Regions from separate parts of the Sus scrofa genome. Here region 2 is linked to region 1. Evidence: chromatin contacts called from public HiChIP or PLAC-seq data. All regions are on one chromosome and are shown on one strand. The core of a region is the stretch at or near the end of the contact, and the rest is flanking DNA. Distances in the headings are between cores, read along the strand shown. Region 1 overlaps LOC110255722 (a long non-coding RNA gene). Region 2 overlaps GCNT1 (beta-1,3-galactosyl-O-glycosyl-glycoprotein beta-1,6-N-acetylglucosaminyltransferase).

Region 1 (2,778 bases), core at 130-2,629:
TCAATTTACTCAATTTCTGGGAATTTTAGGATTATTTAATTTACATAAGCACTTATTTCTAAGTCAATCAAAATTGAGGACCTTGAAGGAATTTTATCATCTAATTTGGTAATACCATCTGCACTTAGGAAAATAGTACATGTATAATACCTAGATACTTACAGATATGTAAACATATATACCTAGAGACAGGTACACATAGAGAGTTTATAGCTTCAATGTTAAAACTTCAAGTCACTGATTCATGTAAAAGTGTGGCTCTCATCCTTTCCCACCTTTATATTTTTAACAGGATTATTTCTAGCAGATGGTTACTTGCTCCACACAAGGCTTAAGCATCTCTACACATATTGGTAGAGCAGATCCTTAAGATTGCTTCTGCCCGGATATGTAAACTTATAGAGTCTGTGGACTATGTTTTGGGCAAGGGACTCAGGAAAGACCAATTGGCCATGATCTGTTTCTGCTTGTTGTTTGCTGGTTTGTTTGTTGTTTTTAGATAGGATCATCTGTTCCATATTTTAGATTCCACAAATAAGTGATATCATATGGTATTGGTCTTTTTCTTTCTGGGTTATTTCACTTTAGTATGAGAGTCTCTAGATTCATCCATGTTGCTGCAAAAGGCATTAGTTGCAGAGCAGACTCAGGGTTGGGGGGTGGCGGTAAGGGGAGGGAGTGGGATGGATGGGCATTTTGTGGGTTTGGGGGATGCAAACTGTTATATTTGGAATAGATGGGCAATGGGATCCTACTGTGCAGCACAGGGAAATGTGTGTAATTGGGTCACTTTGCTATAAAACAGAACTTGACAAAACATTGTAAATCAACTATACTTAATAATAACAACAACAACAACAACAACAATAATAATAGCAATGAACATTAGGAAACAAAAACCAAACCAAATCAAAACAAAACAAAAACCAAGTGGCCATCTCTGTGCCTCTAAAGCCTATATAAGTGGATAAAGTGCACAGTCTGTTTCTAGTGACTTCTGTTATTGGTTGTTGTTGGGGTCCCTGAGCCTCCCCAGAGCTCCTGATGGGAGGAGAGTGTATCGTACAGCCTGATGTGTCACGTGCTGCCTTGATACTTTTGATTCTTGTCCCCTACTTTTGTCGCCACTGCTCAGTCAGCTCCTCTATGAGCCAGACCAGATGCACTCCTCCTGATTCTCAAGGAGTCTTACCTCCCTGCCAGCCCACAAACATTTAAATAAGCTGATCACATACTCCCAAGGAAACCAAGGGCCACACATCCCTCATGCCCCACCACAAAGCCTCTTCCCACAGCCCCTGCTGATTCACTCTGATGTTATGTGTAACCCCCATGTGGCCGAAAATGACATGCAGTGTCCTCCTCCCCTAGGCTGGGTCTCTGTGACTAATAAACTGGTATCAGTTTCATCTGTCTAGTATGACTGTTGTGTATTTGACCCTCTGTTTGCTTTAGGGCAGGGGAGACTTCCTTCATCAAGGGAGTGAAGAGGCAGGTCATGAGCAGAACAGAAGGGGACCTAAATCTCAAAGGACCTGGAGCTGAGGGTGAGGTGGTAGGGAGGGGACTGCCAAGGTGGATGAGTGGAGGAGAGAAGGAAGTTGAACAGGGACAGTCAGGATTCAAGGCAGCCGAGGGAAGGTTGAGATGGTAGAGAGGAGCAGGGGATGATGAGAAGGGAGGGGGCCTAGATGAGCTGGTGTGGGGATATCCCAAGTTTCCCAGAGAAGCCTCTGATGTTCTAAATTGCTTTTGATAAATTTTATCATTTTCAGGAAGATGTTAAATGAATTCGGACACAATGGCATGCAGTCAGCAGGAGAAGAGTGAGGGTGCCTGATAGAGTAAGAGTTACCTGTGGGATTGACAGTTAAACCAAAGAAAGAAACTTTTTAGGAATCCCTGCTGTGGCCTGGTGGGGTTGGTGCATCTCTGGAGCACAAGGACGCTGGTTCAATCCCTGTTCCGGCACAGTGGGTGGCAGATGTGTCATAGGTTGCAGTTTCAGCTGCCTTGCTGCCTCCAGGTGGCCAAAGAGTCCCAATGACTAATACCTTTGCAAAACCCCTGGGTATGGGAACCAAGGGAACAGAAAAGGGAACTCAGAGGAGGGCCAAAGAAAATTTTAATTGAAAAGATTCTCTCTTTGCTGGAAAGAATAAAACCCTTGCTGTGATTTGACCAAAAAGACATCCAGAGCATTGGTTCAAGAACTGGACTCAGCAATTTCTTCAAATCCCTGAAGTATTACTTATGTAGGAATTGTAGGGATGGAAGAGGTCTGTACATGAGGTCTGGTCTTGAGCCAAGTCACAGCACCAGAAAACTCTCAAACAAAAAACCAAATCCCGATAAAGAGAGGCTTTATTCCAAAGGATTATTGCAATTCGGGGAAGGGGCTTATTGCACTAGGGGGAGAGCAGATGGTAATAGGGAGAGTGCACCAATTCTAAGATCTGCTAGCTTATGAAGAAAGATCAGGCAGAAAAGGGCCTTTCTTTCATGTGGAAGAGTCAGAAAGGATAGAAAGTGTGCCTATCAGGAAGTTAGATAAGCAGCCAGCTGGACCAGACTTTTTTTTTTTTTTTTTGCCACAACTGTAGCTTGTGGAAGTTGGAGGACCAAGGATGAAACCCACACCACAGCAGTGACCCAAACCTTTACAATGATAATGCTTGATCCTTAACCCCCTGTGCCACAAGGGAACTCCTGGACCAGGCAATTGATTAGGAAAGGTTTTCTTTGAGGTCAGTTGGGAAGGGGCTTCTCAGGAGGAGC
Region 2 (2,856 bases), core at 232-2,731, 150 kb after region 1:
AGATCGGGTTATACTATTCCTATAAACCTCTAACAAAACAAATGTTATTCTCTGTTCTGTAACTCTTTATCTAAAAATGTTATACTCTGGAGTTCCCGTCATAGCTCAGCGGTAATGAAACTGACTGGTAACCATAAGGATGTGGTTTGATCCGTGGCCTTGCTCAGTGGGTAAAGGATCCAGCATTGCCGTGGGCTGCAGTGTAGATCGCAGATGCGGCTCAGATCTAGCGTTGCTGTCTCTGTGGTGTAGGCTGGCAGTTACAGCTCTGATTCCAGCCCTAGCCTGGGAACTTTGAGATGCCACAGGTGCAGCCCTAAAAAGACAAAAATAAATAAACAAAAATGTAATGCTCTTAAAGATTACAGCCTTAAGAATAGGCTATCCTATTTATTTCAGGCTATAGGAAGTATCCTTTTGCAAAAGGTGCAGAGCCAGGATGACTAAGCACAAGTGACAAGAGGACAAAGGCTAAAGTAAGGTTAAAATAAAAGGAACTGTCTAATACAGAGTCAGGTTTGTTTTTCTCTATTACAAATCCTTCCTCTGTCCCTTTGAGATGTTTATGTATCTCCTACAACTCCAGAGTGTCTTTTTCAAGGACCTGGAAGACATTCCATTAAAATGCAATCATCAGGAAGGATAGGGCCTGTTTCCTAACCTCTGTGGAAGGATAGAACCCTAGTTTCAATAATGGCCAGCTAGCAGAGCCAGCTATCCTCATCAGCATTCACCCTGACCCACTCTTTGTAATTTTTCACTTCCCTGACTCTCCTGAACCCCAGCCTCCCCTCCTCTCTCCTCCTTCATTTTCCCTTTAAAACATGCAGTCATCTCTGTACAAATCAGAGTTGAGTTCAGTTTACACTGAATCGCCTTCCCTATTTTAATAGCATATTACTTATTAAAATCTGTCCTTAACATTTTAACTGGTACCCAGCTGTACTTATCTTTGACAGCACATGTGGAGAAAAACATAGTCTCACATAGTGAGAGTCTAAATTAGTAATAATTATTCCTTAGGTGGTTTAATAATGTTTATCGACAACTTAAATTTTTTTCAAGTGAGGTAGTATAATACTTCTAGGAAATTATCAAAAGGATTTCTGGACATGGAAAGATGATCAGAACACAAATTCTACCATTCTCTTTATATATTTATTAAATTCATAAAGATGCATCTGGAAAGATTTCCCAAATGTATTAAAATGTATTAATAAATGGTGGTGTGATTGAGTGGTAATACTGGGTGATTTTTTTTTTTTTTTACTCTCCTATACTTTCAATTTTGTTTATTTTTTAATAAGCAAGTACCGCATAGAAGAAAATGAAGCTGTTTTATTTTATGTGTTGAGAAAATCAATTAGAACAAGAGATATCAGTGATCATTATCAGAAAAATTCAGATATGCAAGGACCATTGGTCTGTGTGACTGTCCCAGTGCTGTGATTCACCAGCTGTGTGATCTTGAATATGTCACGTAAGCATCAAGTTCCTACCACAGTGTTATTTCACTTTTGTTCAGGTGGTGATAGCAGGACAGACTATTTTCCTTTCCTCTTCTTTCTATTCTCCTGTATTTTCCAATTTTTAGAAAATGATCATGAATTACTTCCAATGATGGCTAATAACCAATATGAAACTATACAAAGCTTGCTCATTCTGCTTCTAAGAAAATGATGGATAACCAGTATGGACTTTTGGACATTGTTATTCCAATGAGGAAATAATTTTAAATATAAAATGTGCAAATAATTTTTATATTAGAAATCATTGGAAATTCCTTCTCTATAGGGTTTTCAAATAGAAAAGCTTTGTTATGAGTCTCTCTGGCTGTAAAAATACTCCCCCCCACCGCAATTAATAAGTGTTAGGGGGGTGCTTAGAGTGAACAACTATCCTGCTGTTCATTGAAATTTTTTTTGCTACTTTTTATTTAATGATTTTAATTTTTTTCCCATTATAGCTGGTTTACAGTGTACTGTCAATTTTCTACTGTACAGCAAGGTGACCCAGTCACACATACACATAAACATTCCTTTTTCTCACATTATCATACTCTAAGTGACTAAATATAGTTCCCAGTGCTATACAGCAGGATTTCATTGCTTATCCATTCCAAAGGCAATAGTTTGCATCTATTAACCCCCAATTCCCGGTCCATCCCACTCCCTCTCCCTACCCCCAGCAAACCATCAAACTATAATCAATTGATCAATTAATTAATACAGTATAATGTGAACTCATGGAATCTTTATTCAATAGGTTATAATCTGTTAGCATGATTATTTCTTTTGCTCCTCAAATTGTCCCAAATCTGGCCAGTGGGAACCCCATCAATCTGGCTTCAGTGTTCTTTGACATGTCCCCATTAAAAGCTCTTTAGATAGCACCTTCATCAGGTGTTCACATGAATATTACCAGGATAAAATGAGAAAAACACAAATCAGTTCTGAGTTGTACATGTCAGCAATGAATAAGTGAATCCAACAAGGAAACCCAAATCAAGCAACAATCTACAGAATACTGTGAGGGCTCTTCTTAAGTGTCATCAGCATCATTAAAGACAAAAAAAGACTGAAGACTTGTCCTAAATTGAAGGAAACTCAAGACATGTCAACTAAATGCCACATCTGGTTCTGTACTGGATCCTTTTGCTTTAAAGGATATATTTCAGTGGGTTAAACTTGAATGGCCTCTTTGGATTAAAGGGTGGTATTGTTTCAATATTCATTTCCTGGTTTTGATAGTTGTATTAGGTTACCAGGAGAATGTCCTGGTTTGTAGGAAATATACTAAATGTGCAGGGGTGAGGAGGCATTATGTAGACAACTTTCTCTTATTTCAGGAAAGATC

The links. HiChIP or PLAC-seq counts read pairs in DNA pulled down with a chosen protein or histone mark.
Region 2: a contact with region 1 is called in an H3K27ac HiChIP or PLAC-seq map of alveolar macrophages. The contact joins two enhancer-like sites. A contact is called at or near these places in 1 of 5 promoter capture datasets (liver) and 1 of 2 datasets of contacts at active chromatin or transcription factors (alveolar macrophages).

What each region holds. Positions count from the first base shown.
Region 1 is chr1:229,418,867-229,421,644 of Sscrofa11.1, forward strand. The region is part of intron 2 of LOC110255722 (a long non-coding RNA gene); the gene reads right to left. Among named protein-coding and RNA genes, the nearest start is that of GCNT1, 8.8 kb to the right of the region's middle. Within about 2 kb of position 1,380, at least 10 of the 83 cell types and tissues checked have an H3K27ac peak or open chromatin away from gene starts, as enhancers often do. A contact at or near this core is called in alveolar macrophages, where this site is marked.
Region 2 is chr1:229,571,515-229,574,370 of Sscrofa11.1, forward strand. The region is part of intron 3 of GCNT1 (beta-1,3-galactosyl-O-glycosyl-glycoprotein beta-1,6-N-acetylglucosaminyltransferase); the gene reads left to right. Among named protein-coding and RNA genes, the nearest start is that of GCNT1, 140 kb to the left of the region's middle. Within about 2 kb of position 1,482, at least 6 of the 83 cell types and tissues checked have an H3K27ac peak or open chromatin away from gene starts, as enhancers often do. A contact at or near this core is called in alveolar macrophages, where this site is marked.